3 separate regions of the Sus scrofa genome follow, and regions 1 and 3 are each linked to region 2. The links are chromatin contacts, called in public HiChIP or PLAC-seq and promoter capture Hi-C maps. All regions are on one chromosome and are shown on one strand. The core of a region is the stretch at or near the end of the contact, and the rest is flanking DNA. Distances in the headings are between cores, read along the strand shown. Region 1 holds the start of PHACTR4 (phosphatase and actin regulator 4). Region 2 holds the start of TRNAU1AP (tRNA selenocysteine 1-associated protein 1). Region 3 holds the start of SESN2 (sestrin-2).

Region 1 (4,508 bases), core at 2,007-4,506, 160 kb before region 2:
CACGATGAGATCTCCCTTCTGGTTTTTTCAAGAAAAAAAATCAGAGATATGTTTTAAGCCCCAGTGTATCCTTCCTTTCCTCTCTCCTCCGTAAGTGATCACTTGCCTGAATATTTTATTTCCACACATGAGTTTATATTTTTACAATGTATACATGAATCCTTAAACAGTACATAGTGTTGTTTGGAACAATTTAAAGTTTTATGTACATGGTATTGGAGTTCCTGTCCTGGCTCAGTGGTTAAGGAATCCAACTAGGAGCCATGAGGTTGCAGGTTCGATCCCTGGCCTTGCTCAGTGGGTTAATGATCTGGCATTGCCATGAGCTGTGGTGTAGGTCGCAGATGCGGCTTGGATCCTGTGTTGCTGTGGCTCTGGTGTAGGCTAGCGGCTACAGCTCCAATTGGACCACTAGCCTGGGAACCTCCATATGCTGCAGAAGCAGCCCAAGAAATGGCAAAAAGACAGAAAAATAAAAAATAAAATTTTACGTACATGGTATCAAACTGTATATGGTCTTCTACAACTTTTTCCTATTCAACATTTTGTTTTATCCATGTTGATACCAGTAGCCCTAGTTTAGTCATTTTAAGTGTTTTGAAGTATTCTATGTTATCAATATATCACAATTAATTTGCTCATTCCTCAGTAGATGAATATTTAGATTGTCCCAGCTCACGGCAATGCTGATCTTTAACTCACTAAGCAAGGCCAGGGATAGAACCTGCAATCTCATAGTTACTAGTTGGATTCATTTCCACTGCGCTACAACGGGAACTCCAGAAACTGATTTTTATTTATTTATTTATTTATTTATTTTTGTCTTTTGTCTTCTTAGGGCCGTACCTGCAGCATATGGAGGTTCCTAGGCTAGGGGTCTAATTGGAGCTACAGCTGCTGTCCTATGCCACAGCCACAGCAACGCCAGATCCCAGCTGCGTCTGCGACCTAAACCACAGCTCATGGCAACACCAGATCCTTAACCCACTGATGGAGGCCGGGGATCAAACTTGCAACCTCATGGTTCCTAGTCAGATTTGTTGCCACTGCGCCAAGCCAAGACGGGAGCTCCAAAACAGTATATATTTAAAGTCTGCAGTTTTGATGAGTTTCAATTTATCTGAAACTCATCATCTGGCCTTGAAACCATAACCACATCAAAATGATTAACACAGTTGTCACCTCCAAAAATTTCCTCATCCCCTTTATAATCCCTTCCTACCATGCTTTCCTGGTCCCCAGGCAACCACTTGAACTGTTTTTGTCATAGCAATTCCTAGAATTTTATTTTTATTTTTAAAAATTGTTTTATTTTTTGTCTTTTCAGGGCCGCACCTGCAGCATATGGAGGTTCCCAGGCCAGGGGTCTAATGGGAGTTGTAGCCGATGGCCTACGCCAGAGCCATAGCAACTCCAGATAAGAGCCGAGTCTGCAACCTACACCACAGCTCATGGCAACTGCTGGATCCTTAACCAGCTAAGTGAGGCCAGGGATCGAAACTGCAACTTCATGGTTCCTAGTCGGATTCGTTAACCACTGAGTCACGACGGGAACTCCAAATAAATATCCATTTACTTTTTGAAGAACATTGGAGTTGTTTCCATTCTTTTGACTATTACTTTTTTTTTTCCATTATAGCTGGTTTACAGTGTTCTGTCAATTTTCTACTGTACATACAGCAAAGTGACCCAGTCACACATACATATATACATTCTTTTCTTTCACATTATCATGCTCCATCATAAGTGACAAGATATAGTTCCCAGTACTATGCAGCAGGATTGACTATTACAAATAGAGCTGCTGTGACCATTCATGTTCAAGTCTTTGTGCAGACGTATGCTTTCATTTGTCTTGAGTAAATACCTATAGTATAATGATTGGGCCATATGGTAGATGGGTATATTATTTTATTTTATTTTATTTTGGTCTTTTTAGGGCCACACCCACGGCATACGGAGGTTCCCAGGCTAGGGGTCTAATCAGAGCTGTAGCCGCCAGCCTACACCAGAGCCACAGCAACACAGGATCTGAGCCGCCTCTTTGACCTACACCACAGCTCACGGCAACGCTGTATTCTTGACCCACTGAGCAAGGCCAGGGACCGAACCCGCAACCTCATGGTTCCTGGTAGGATTCATTAACCACAAGCCACAATGGGAACTCTGATGTGTATGTAATTTTTAGAGAAACTGCCAAACAGTTTCCCAGAGTGGTTGTATCATCTTACAGTCTTACCAGTAGAATGACAATTCCCACTGCTCTACATTCTTGCTAACACTTCATATTGCCAGTCTTTTGATGTTACCCATTCTAGTGGGTATGTAATGTTATCTCACTGTGGTTTAATTTGCATTTCCCTAACATCTTTTATGTGTTTATTTGCCATCCATTTATTATTATCTTTGGTAAAGTGTCTCTGTTCAAATCTTTTTTTTTTAAACTAGATTGTCTTCAGTTGAAAGAGTTCTTTGTGTATTTTAAATACTAGTCCTTTGTTGGATATAGGTTTTGTTGCTATTTCAACTAGGTCTGTGGTTTGCCTTATTTCATAACAGTATTTTAAAGAGCAAAAGTGATCATTTTGCTGTTGTGCAGTTTATCGATTTTTCTTTTATGGATTGTGTATTTGAAAGTCACATGGATTTTCTCCTGTGTTTTCCTCTAGAAGTTTTGTAGCTTTAGGTTTTACATTTAGGTCTAATTTGGACTGTGACACAATGGGTTTGGCATTTAGAAAGATCCTCTGACAGCAGCAAGGAAGGTGTTTGGAGGGTGATTGCCTGGAGGTCTGAAACTAGAGAAACTTGGAGAGGTAATGGTGTCTTCCTGCAGGTGATGGTAGTGGAAAAACTGGTAAGGAACTCCGGGGTGTGGAGTGACTGGACCTCATGGGCTGAAGATGATAAAAATGATTCCCAGGTTCCTTCCTTATGCACAAAGTTGCGGGTAACTTGCTTCCAATTTTACTGCACTTCAAATTGGCTCTCAATAGTTTTTTCTTTCGGGGGGAGATTGAAATTGAAATTTAGCCACACGGGGACTGGACACAGCTTTCTAAAACAGCATATCTGCATCAGCTGCGTACTTAGGCGCTCCCTAGAGCCCAGCACTGAACTTTGTCCTCCCGAGTCCAAAGACCTTTGCTCTGTTTAATACCAGGAAAGGTGCCCGAGTTCTTTTACCCGCAGGAAATCGGCAGTGAGCGGCGCATGCCCGGAGAGGCCGTGTGGAGCCGATCGCCTGGAGCTAAGGGCGAGGGGTTCCCGCCATTTTGACCGGCTGGCGACACAGCGGGCTCTTTCCAGGAGACTACAAGTCCCGTGAGGCCCCGCGGCGGCACTTCCTATCCCTCACTGTCCTGCCTGCTCCCTTTCCCCCCTCCCGGGGGCCGAAGGCTCTGGCAGCACCCTGGAGGCCGGCGGGCCAGGTAGGATTTCCGGGGGAAACTACTTTGGAGGCTGAGGCGGCGGCGGCGGCGGCGGCGGCGCCCCGGGTGAGTTCGGCAAGCAGGGGAAAGTGCGCGGGGTCGCGCGGCGGGCGTCTCGTGGGCTCGGGCAGCGCTCTTGGCTCCGCTTGGGGGTCGCGGTGCGGGCCAGGGTACCGGCCGGGCCGTGGTCGCTTCTGGCCAGGGCGGAGCGGGCGGTGGCCGCCGCCTCTTCCTCCGCCCTCCCACAACGGTCAGCGGCAGCTTCTCCGCCTGCGGCGCGCCCCGCGCAGACTAACCCTCTCCGCCCCCCGGGACTTGGCGGGGCTCTTTTGTCTGGGCTGCTTTGCGCCCCTTTGTGCCCGGCGGTGGACTCGCCTTCTCGAGGGAGCACTCCCGGCCAGTCGCGGAGAGGGACTAGTCTCTGGGGATCCGGTTATGGTAACCAGATCGGGTCAAAGTCCATTTTTTAAACCCTTCCTCCCTCATACCTCTGCATCCCAGCTAGGCAGATCCGAGGTTTCGGAGCCAAGTAGAGGCAGACAGAGTTTCTGTTGAAAACCTCGAAGTTATTGTCCAGCTCATGTATGTCAACCCCGGGTGGCTTCAGGGCACTGATCTCTTCCAGGCATTTTTTGGTGGGGGGATGGGCCTCTGGGAAATGAGTGAGTCCCTCTCCCCTAGAAACCGGGAAGGGATCGAATTTGCTGCGATGTCTATATGGGTCGCAGCTGTGATGAGGAGTCCAAGAACTAACGCGGACGGGCAGAATAGTAGTTCACACACCTCTAGAATCTCGGAGGAAAGAAAGTGATTTATAGGGCAGCTAGCAGCCTCTTCATCCACTGCTTGCAGAAAAAGACGATAGCACTTCATCCAGCCGCCCAGTTTCTCGCTCCCTGTCTCCTACTCTCCAAATCTATTTCTTATTTTTTCAGCTTAAAACGAAAAGTTAAAAGCAAACGTCCGTTATTAGAAGGAGCCGCTTTATACAGAAACCAGAGACCTAGTGGCTTCTAGAAAGCCTCAGATGTAATATATGAAGCCAGTTTGAGGGAGGAGAGGTAGTTTACTGCAACT
Region 2 (4,374 bases), core at 711-3,210:
TGGTGATTAAATCAGCCTCCACCTGAGCCCAAAACCTCAGTTCCTTTTCCCTGTATTGGATGTAAGAGTTATAAAGCTCTCTGTAGGTGTTTACATATGTTAGAACAGTGTTGGGCACAGAGTAAATGTTCCAGAAGTCTTTGCTATTATGACCATTGCACATTTTAAAATTCCCTGTGGTTAATAATCGCCTTGTTTTTCACATGCTTAGTTTTTTGGTATAAGTATCATTAATTTAATGTCAGTGTCTATGAGAAGTAAATCTCCTTTTTTTGTGTTCAAACACATCAAATACGCTCAATTTTATCTTTTCCCCCATTCTCCTCCAACCTGAATTGGTTACCTGAAAACAAATGTAATCACCCCATATGGTTCAGCTATAAATAATGTTTACAAAGTCATAATAATGTAAGTGTTTGATATTTTGAAAAATTATAATTACAAGATGGTGAAGTGTATGTATGAGGTGCAGTCCTTAAAAAGATCTGAAACCACAAATGAAGAGAAAGTATGTTATTTAGAAATACTTGGATTTTAGGGAAAAGATTTGGAAGTGGTTGCCTTCAGGGGCAGGGATAGATGGGATAGGAGAGAACTGTTTAGTATTTATGACAAATTCAAAAATGTTTTCAGTGCCTCCCATATGCCAGACATTGTTGTGGGAATTTGATTAGAAACAACAAGGAATCCTGTCTGATGAAGCTTACATTTTAAATTAAAAATAAACACTTACAAGTCTTGCACAAGTAAAATAAATTTTAAAAATAGTAATCAAAGAGCACCCCACAAGGGCTGGCAAATTTTAGTACTCAAGAGTTATCAGTCATAATTCCAAGTCCTCCAGCTGCTGTGTTGGAGAGCTTACTGGATGCCAGGCATTAGGCCAAGTGCTTTCTCAACTTCTCAATTTCTCCATACGACAAACATGGTATGAGGTAAGCATTGCTGTTACCCACATCGCTAATAACAACAACACAATTGGAAGGGGCTGGGATTTGGGCTCCATTTGTTCAAATGTGTAGTTGAAGCACCCAACCGCTACACTACTACGGCCATGAATAGGATAAAGCTGGAAATGTGGCAACTTGGTTGAATCTCAAGACTTCAGAGTGCTTGACTTTGGGCCCCAACAACATAAGTTTGGAATATATGAACTGGCAAGGAAGGACATAAGTGGCCATCAACCCAGAAGGAGCCTGGGAAATGGATTCTCCATCAAGCGATGAGCTTCAGTGTTGGAGATGACAATCATCATCTACAGAATCTTCACATTCTGAGGAAAGGGCATCAAACTGAGGCTGAGGTCTGGGACCTTCCCAGACGAAGAGTCAAACTGTCAGGATTATCTAGCCATCGAAATCGAGTCTGCTGAAGGCCTTCTATGGCAAGTCTCTTCCTGGGAGAGGTTAGAACTTCTGGTGGTTTGGATTATTGTAGGGAACGTGAGACGCAAGAGAGTGACAAGATGGGGATTGATTTGTTTGTTGGTTGGTTAGCCCTCCCCTCCTCTCCCCTCCCACAGCCTAGTTCTATGCATGGGAATGATGGAAGGATGCCAGTCCAGCGTCAACAGAAATCCTGTCCTTTCCGTTTCGTAACCTGAGAAAAGCAGGTTGAAGGGGTGGCGGAGGCAGACCAGTGATTTGCCAGAGGTCATACATAGTTAGTGGAACTGGATCGTCCAGGCTTCCAAAAGGGATCTTTCACTTTAGGAAATATGCTTCTATTTTAAGTTTTTGCCATGAACATACACTACTTTTATAATTCTATACGTACGCGTGTGTTTAAAGCCGGAAAGAGTCCGGAGAAAGCCAGTCATTCACGCCCCCCACGGTCCCGCGCAAGGCGGTGTCTGCCCCGCCCCATCCCGCAGGCTCCGGTTCGAGACACGCCCACAGGGATCCGGAAAAACCCGGACCCGCCAGTCTGCGTTGCCTTGGGCGCCGAATTGCCGAGCGTGCGCAGAAGGCGATGGGGGCGCATGCGCCGTGGAGGCCGCAACCCCGCGGAGCGGCGTACGCGCCAGCCTCTGAGGCTCGCGTAGGCCTGGCGGGGCCTCGGGCATGGCGGCCAGCCTGTGGATGGGCGACGTGAGTTGGGGCGGCCGCCCGGTTCAGCGGAGGAGAAATATAGTGTCACGAGGGCAAAAGGGTCTGAAGAGAAGGGGTCCTCGGCTCTCAAGAGGGTGGCAGTGAATGGGGAGGGGAGTTCTCAGTGGTGCCAAAGCAAGTCCCAGCGTGTAGGTGAAGGGGCCGGGTCTGAGGGGGAGGGGTCCTCGGATCCCAAAAGGGTGGAAGAGAATGAGGAGAGTTGTTTTAGTGATGCCGAAGCAGGCCCTAGCATCTAGGTGCGGGGGCTGATTCGGAGGGGGAGGGGTCGTGGGGCCCAGCCCAGCCTGGATTCTGGGGAGGGAAAAAGGGAGGGTCTTTGCGTGGATAGAATGGGAAGAATCCCAAGGATTGAAGTGCGCCTTGGTTCGAGGACTGCAGGAATGGGGTTCCTAAATCCAAGGGGGAGGCTTCCTAAAAGGAGCAGCCTTGAAGGGAAGGAAGGCAAGAGGCTGGGAACGCCGGAGTGGATGGAAACCTCTTCACCCTCACCCTACTCCTGCCCGCAGCGTGCACCCAACCCTGGACTGAGCAGGGAGGGGCTCCGGATCCGGGAATGAGGAGCCTGGGTACTGACCTGAACTGCTCTGCTCTTATATTTGCGCAGCTGGAGCCCTACATGGATGAGAACTTCATCTCCAGAGCCTTTGCCACCATGGGAGAGACTGTGATGAGCGTCAAAATTATCCGAAATCGCCTCACTGGGTATGTTCTCTCCTCCCCTCTTGTCTTCTCAGTTCTCCCTTAGTAGATCAACTGCAGGTGTCATTCAGAAGGTAAACATCCTTCGGAGAGTCAGAGGCTTCTCACCCCTAATAATAATTATTACAGGAGTTCCCATCGTGGCGCAGTGGTTAACGAATCCGACTAGGAACCATGAGGTTGCGGGTTCGGTCCCTGCCCTTGCTCAGTGGGTTAACGATCCGGCGTTGCCGTGAGCTGTGGTGTAGGTCGCAGACGAGGCTCGGATCCCGCGTTGCTGTGGCTCTGGCGTAGGCCGGTGGCTACAGCTCCGATTAAACCCCTAGCCTGGGAACCTCCATATGCCGCGGGAGCAGCCCAAGAAATAGCAACAACAACAACAACAAAAGACAAAAAAAAAAAAAATAATAATAATTATTACAATGATATAAATTCTAACATTTCAGGGCTTATTGAGAGGAAGTATAATGTGTTGCTGACTCTGGAGCCAGAGTGGGTTTGAACGCTCTGTGTGCTGTGTGACCTTGAGCAAGTTACTCAGCCTCTCCCTGTCCTTCACCATAAAAATGGAGATAATAATAGCACCTACCTCATAGAGTTCTGATGAGGACTAAGTGCCATTAATTCCCATTCAGCATTTAGAACAGTGTTTGGCATATGGTATATGCTTGGTAAATATAAACAGATCATGATCTGCTGGGTAATAAGCATTTCAAAATCACAAAAACCCCTGAGCTAGGTACTATTATTAGAGAAGCATAGTAACTGTCTTAAAGTTACGCAGCTGTTAAATGAGAAGCCAAGACTCTAATTCAGGTCTGTTTTCAAAGCTCATGTGTGCCCATAACTCTTGTGTAAGACACTGCTACATGCCAGGGTTCTAGATTCCCAAAATATATGACTGAAACAAGCCAGATGCAGTCATTTCTCTCCTACATTCTACATTCTAACAGGGGAATGAGACTGTAAATATGTAAACAAGACAAAATGCAGAATAGATTTCCATATAATAGTGCTCTTATTTATTGCCTCCAGTTTCTTCTTTCTCTTTGAGGGTCGTAGGTTTCCTTAGGGTTCTAGTTAGAAATAACAGGATTCCTTATCAATCTGACAGTGTTTATCAAGTGTCTACTCTGTGCCAAGTACTAAAGCAGCGTGCTAAAAACATCAAGTAATTGAAAAATACAGATGAGAGATTTGAAATGTGGCCAACTCTAAAGTACTTTGTTTTGTTTTGTTTTTTTCTAGGGCTGCACCCGCGGCATATGGAGGTTCCCAGGCTACAGGTCTAATCGGAGCTGTAGCCGCCGGCCTACACCACAGCCACAGCAACTTGGGATCGATCCAAGCCAAGTCTGCCACCTACACCACAGCTCACGGCAGCGCCAGATCCTTAACCCACTGAGCAAGGCCAGGGATTGAACCCGCAACCTCATGGTTCCTAGTCGGATTCAATAACCACTGAGCCACAACGAGAACTCCCTGGTGAACGAATACTTTATGTATTCAGAACCCCGGTACCCAGGGGCCAGTTTTCTGAATGATAGATCATGCTGGCCTAGGT
Region 3 (4,478 bases), core at 1,382-3,881, 250 kb before region 2:
TACGCCACAGCCAGAGCAACATCAGATCTGAGGTGCATCTGCAACCTACACCACAGCTCACGCCAATGCCAGATCCTTAACCCACTGAACAAGGCCAGGGATCAAACACACAACCTCATGGGTCCTAGTTAGGTTCGCTAACTCTGTGCCATGACGGGAACTCCTTGGTCAGACTATTATCATGTCTTTGCTTATCTGAGCTATCCATATTTGCTTCCATCTTCCTCATCTACTTGACCTTGGCAACCAGGTATTGCACATTATTCACCTTTGTACCTCTGCCTGAAGCAGAGTGCCAGGCTCATTTTAGGGATTGCTATGGACTGAATTGTGTCCCCCTAATTTCATGAGTTGAACTCCTAACCCCCAGTGTGATAGTATTTCAGAATAGGGCCTTTGGGGAGATAATTAGGTTTAGATGAGGTCATGAGAGTGGGATCCTCATGATGGGATTAGTATGCTTACAAGAGGAGACATCAGAGAGCTTACTTATGATCTGCCATCTGTGGACACAGTGCTAAGGCAGCTATTCGTAAGCCAGGAAGACAGCTCTCCCCTGAACCCCAAAATGCTGGCACCTTATCTTGGACTTCCAGCCTCCAGAACTGTGACAAAATAAATTTCTGTTTTTTAAGCTACCCAGTCTAGGATATTTTGTTATGGCAGCTCAACTGAAAACAGGTTCAATAATATTCACAGATATAAACTTTTAAAAGTTTTTATCATTAGCATCAAGCAAAATGTATTTGTTTACAGTCTTTGACTTGTGAATTTGCTTCTAGAAATTTAGTTTCATTTGACATGTAATATAATTTTATAAACCAATTTTACCTCAGTTAAAAAAATTACTAAAAACAACATGACCTATCTGTAAAATCTCAGGTTATTATTTTTTTTAATTATGTTAAGGAATACTTAATATCTTGAAAATTATCATGAAATGTAGTAAGTGGAAAAAGCAGGCAATATAACCATACATAATTTATATACTATATATATGCATAGGTTAAAGAACATATATATAAATTTTATATTTTGTCTTTTTTTTTTAGGGCCACTCCTGCAGCATATCTCCCCAAAAAAGATTTTTAAAAGAATATATAATATATAGTAAATAAATATAACCCCCCCAAAAAAAAACCCCAATATGTTAACACTGATCCTCTCTTGGTAGTAGGATTAGAATTTTGAAAGGATTGCTCCCATTCTCTAAAAGGATCCTTTTTTATTTATTAAGTTACCAACATAATACATTTTGGCATTCATTTATTTATTTGCTTTTTCAACTGAACCAGTGGTATATGGAAGCCCTGCAGCTAGGGATCAAATCCCAACCCAAACTGTGACTTCTGGCAGGCACAGCTGCAGAAACACAGGATTCTTAACCTACTGCACCACAGTGGGAAGTCCCATCTTGGTTTTTAAACAATCATTAAATAAATATAGTGCATAAAACCTTATAATTCTCTATCATCCTTTTATTCCAGATGTAACTGGATCCTAATAGTTTGTTGCAAACTACACATCTTTCCAGACTTTTGTTGCCTCTGTATATTTATGGATGGTATCTATGACATAATTCTATTTTTTTTTTTTTGTCTGTTTGCCGTTTCTAGTGTTGCTCCCCCTGCATATGGAGGTTCCCAGGCTAGGGATCTAATCAGAGCTGTAGCCACCGGCCTACGCCACAGCAACACAGGATCCGAGCCACATCTGCGACCTACACCACAGCTCACAGCAAGGCCGGATCCTTAATCCACTGAGCAAGGCCAGAGATCCAACCCGCAACCTCATGGTTCCTAGTCGGATTCGTTAACCACTGCGCCACAACGGGAACTTCATATGACATAATTCTAAGTGCATCACTGGGCAACTTGTTTTTTTGTTTGTTTTAACCTAACATTAAATGCAGCATACATTTTCATTTCACCTAGAGCATCTACAATAGAGCACGTAGAGCTACCTCCTGCTTCTTTACTGCATGATATTCCACTGTGGAGACAAGAACAACGGGAAGTGCATTCCTGCTGGAGGGTCTTTTGGGAATCTGGTTTATTATTTGAACCAGTCCTCTTTGGTGAGCACTTTGATCCCTTCCAGTTTTACACTTTTACAATAGAATAATGAACAGGAGTAATACCAGTTTAGAGTAGAAAGCCTGAAAAACATTAGAAAACATAAAGGGGGGGAAATATTTCGAGTTACGTCTTTTGTACCTTTACACTTTCCTGTATTTTCAAAATATTCTGATATAACATATGTCATTTATAATTTGAAAAGGAAAAACATGCACTAAAACCAAAAGTTCATTAAAAGAAAATGAAAGAGAAAAAAAAAAAGAAACGAAAGCGAAGGGGATAGTCCCTGCCACCTCCCAGGGGAGGGGGCCGGCGGCGGGAGGGGCGGGCCGACACAGTCTGCACCAATCAGAGCCCGGTTGATAAGCAGAGCGAGGAGAATTTGGAGACACTCCCCGCCGAGCAAACTGTCTTGCGGTTTAGTTTCCCTAACCAGCCTGGAAACCTGCCTGGGCCTAGCCCGCATGCCGCTGCGGACTGCTATTGGCTGCCAGGCAACCCCGCCCATCTTCCTGTTCATTGGACGCCCGCGGTTTTCGTAAGAGGAGCCTGTTGCTGACCGAAAACAAGTAAGCGCAGCAGCTTTTGTTCAGGAGATTTTTGGACTGCAAACGTCCTGGGCACCCTTGGGTCAAAAAAGCAACATCACTTGGGTTCCCTTCCTGGCTCAGCATAAACGAATCTGACTAGCATCCATGAGCACGCAGGTTCTCTCCCCGGCCTCGCTCAGTGGGTTAAGGATCCGGCGTTGCCCTGAGCTGTGGTGTAGGCCAGTAGCTACAGCTCTGATTCGACCCCTAGCCTGGGAACCTCCGCAAGCCACCGATGCGGCCCTAAAAAGACAAAAAGACAAAAAAAAAAAAAAAAGCTATATCATTAACCATCGTTTATTTAGTCCCGGCTTAAGGCCGGGTTTCTAGCGCCAAACTTTTAATTTCAATGGTTATAATCACCTTTCTTGAACACAAAACTATCTGCCAGTCACTGTACTTTAAAATAAGAACAATAGTAACAATTTAAATGATACTTACAGTTTGTTGGTCTCTTAATCTTTATTCAAGCCTTGTTAAGGAATTTGTATGCCTTAGCTCTCATCCTTACAATAGCCCCTGTGAAGGTAAACGTTATCGCCCCATTTTACTCAGCAGGAACCAGGTTCAGAGAGGCGAAGTGACTTGCCTGGATTCGCACAGCTAAGGGTTAGAACTGGACCCTTCAACATTAATTCTGCTTCCAAGCACAATTTTTTCGAGGAGTGGGGGGTATACAAAAGACTTTTGAGGACAGGAAGAAGTGGATCAGGATGGTGGCAAGGCCCTGGGGCATTGCTTCAGTGACAGGCCTCAGGGTGATTGAGAATGGAATATATGGAGCCTCTAGGCGTGGAGGAGAAGGAGGAAGAGGGAAATCAGGACATCGGAGCCAATTCAGCAAAGAATTCTTCCTGGAAATGTGAGGCTCCTGGGGCCGTGTGTTGTGGTGCAAGTGGCCCTCGACTGGGGACCTGGACCCCAAGGTTCCAGGTATTGCCCTGTGACCAGCTTCCTGAGGGACCTTGAGCAAATGCCTTCTCTCTGGACCCCAGGCTTCCGTCTGTACGGTGAGAGAGTAAGCCGAAACAACGGGAAGTGCATTCTGGCTGGGGGGGCGGGGGAGTGTCCTTTGGGAATCTGGTTCCTGCTGGCATCAGGGAAACTCCTCAACAACCACACAATCTTTACTTAGCTGTTGCCTGGCCTCTTTTCAAGAACGGACAATCCTGTGAACCACCTTTTCCCCTCCCCGTCTGTTCTGAGCTATAGCAGAGTCGTGCCTGCAGGGGGCGCTGAGGGTTCATAGCTGACAAAACCTAACTGGAATTCTTAGCCAATTATCCGAAAGCACCCAGCTCATGGGTTTTGGTATATTGTTTATTAAGAGCGTTGAGCTTTTTTTTTGAAACCTGAAGATTTCTGTCCTCAGGATACAATCGACGAACCTGAATTATGAGTATTGCCCAACATCCGTTCTCTCCACAGTGGTCCTGGAGGGTTAGCATTAATTTCAATTCGTTTTCCAGGTAAGGAAACAGATTCTAAGAGCCGAAAAAATTATTTTGGGGTCACATTGCTAAAAACTGGTTGCCTGACTCCTGGGCAGTGCTTTTAGGAGATAGTTGGCTCTGTTTTCAAGAGTCTGTGGTTGTTCTGCCTCCTAATACACAACCCGTGGGGACAATTTCAATGTTGGTTGTATAATTTGACAGCTCAGGACTCGTCAGCCAGAAGGACCTCCTCAGCACCTAGCCAAATGTCTGCTTAATGAGTAATTAAATGAATGATGTGTGAATGAGCCACAGAGGTTGATTCTGTGCCTTGCTTTTATCAAATAAATCAGCTGGAGTTGGGTTTCTTTCCTGAA

Evidence for each region. Promoter capture Hi-C pulls out the DNA fragments that hold promoters and counts their contacts. HiChIP or PLAC-seq counts read pairs in DNA pulled down with a chosen protein or histone mark.
Region 1: a contact with region 2 is called in an H3K27ac HiChIP or PLAC-seq map of alveolar macrophages. The contact joins the promoter of PHACTR4 here to the promoter of TRNAU1AP in region 2. A contact is called at or near these places in 3 of 47 Hi-C or Micro-C datasets (embryonic fibroblasts, heart right ventricle and skeletal muscle) and 2 of 2 datasets of contacts at active chromatin or transcription factors (alveolar macrophages and skeletal muscle).
Region 3: a contact with region 2 is called in a promoter capture Hi-C map of fetal liver, with 2.4 times the contacts expected there. The contact joins the promoter of SESN2 here to the promoter of TRNAU1AP in region 2. A contact is called at or near these places in 2 of 5 promoter capture datasets (fetal liver and liver), 1 of 47 Hi-C or Micro-C datasets (embryonic fibroblasts) and 2 of 2 datasets of contacts at active chromatin or transcription factors (alveolar macrophages and skeletal muscle).

What each region holds. Positions count from the first base shown.
Region 1 is chr6:85,408,737-85,413,244 of Sscrofa11.1, forward strand. It overlaps PHACTR4 (phosphatase and actin regulator 4), which reads left to right and starts at 3,257. Exons shown (of 16, transcript XM_021095668.1): 1 at 3,257-3,497.
Region 2 is chr6:85,565,470-85,569,843 of Sscrofa11.1, forward strand. It overlaps TRNAU1AP (tRNA selenocysteine 1-associated protein 1), which reads left to right and starts at 1,961. Exons shown (of 8, transcript XM_005665150.3): 1 at 1,961-2,090; 2 at 2,716-2,813. The coding sequence starts at 2,064. RCC1 (regulator of chromosome condensation) reads left to right here. Exons shown (of 11, transcript XM_005665141.3): 11 at 1-392.
Region 3 is chr6:85,319,351-85,323,828 of Sscrofa11.1, forward strand. It overlaps SESN2 (sestrin-2), which reads left to right and starts at 2,632. Exons shown (of 12, transcript XM_021095666.1): 1 at 2,632-2,647.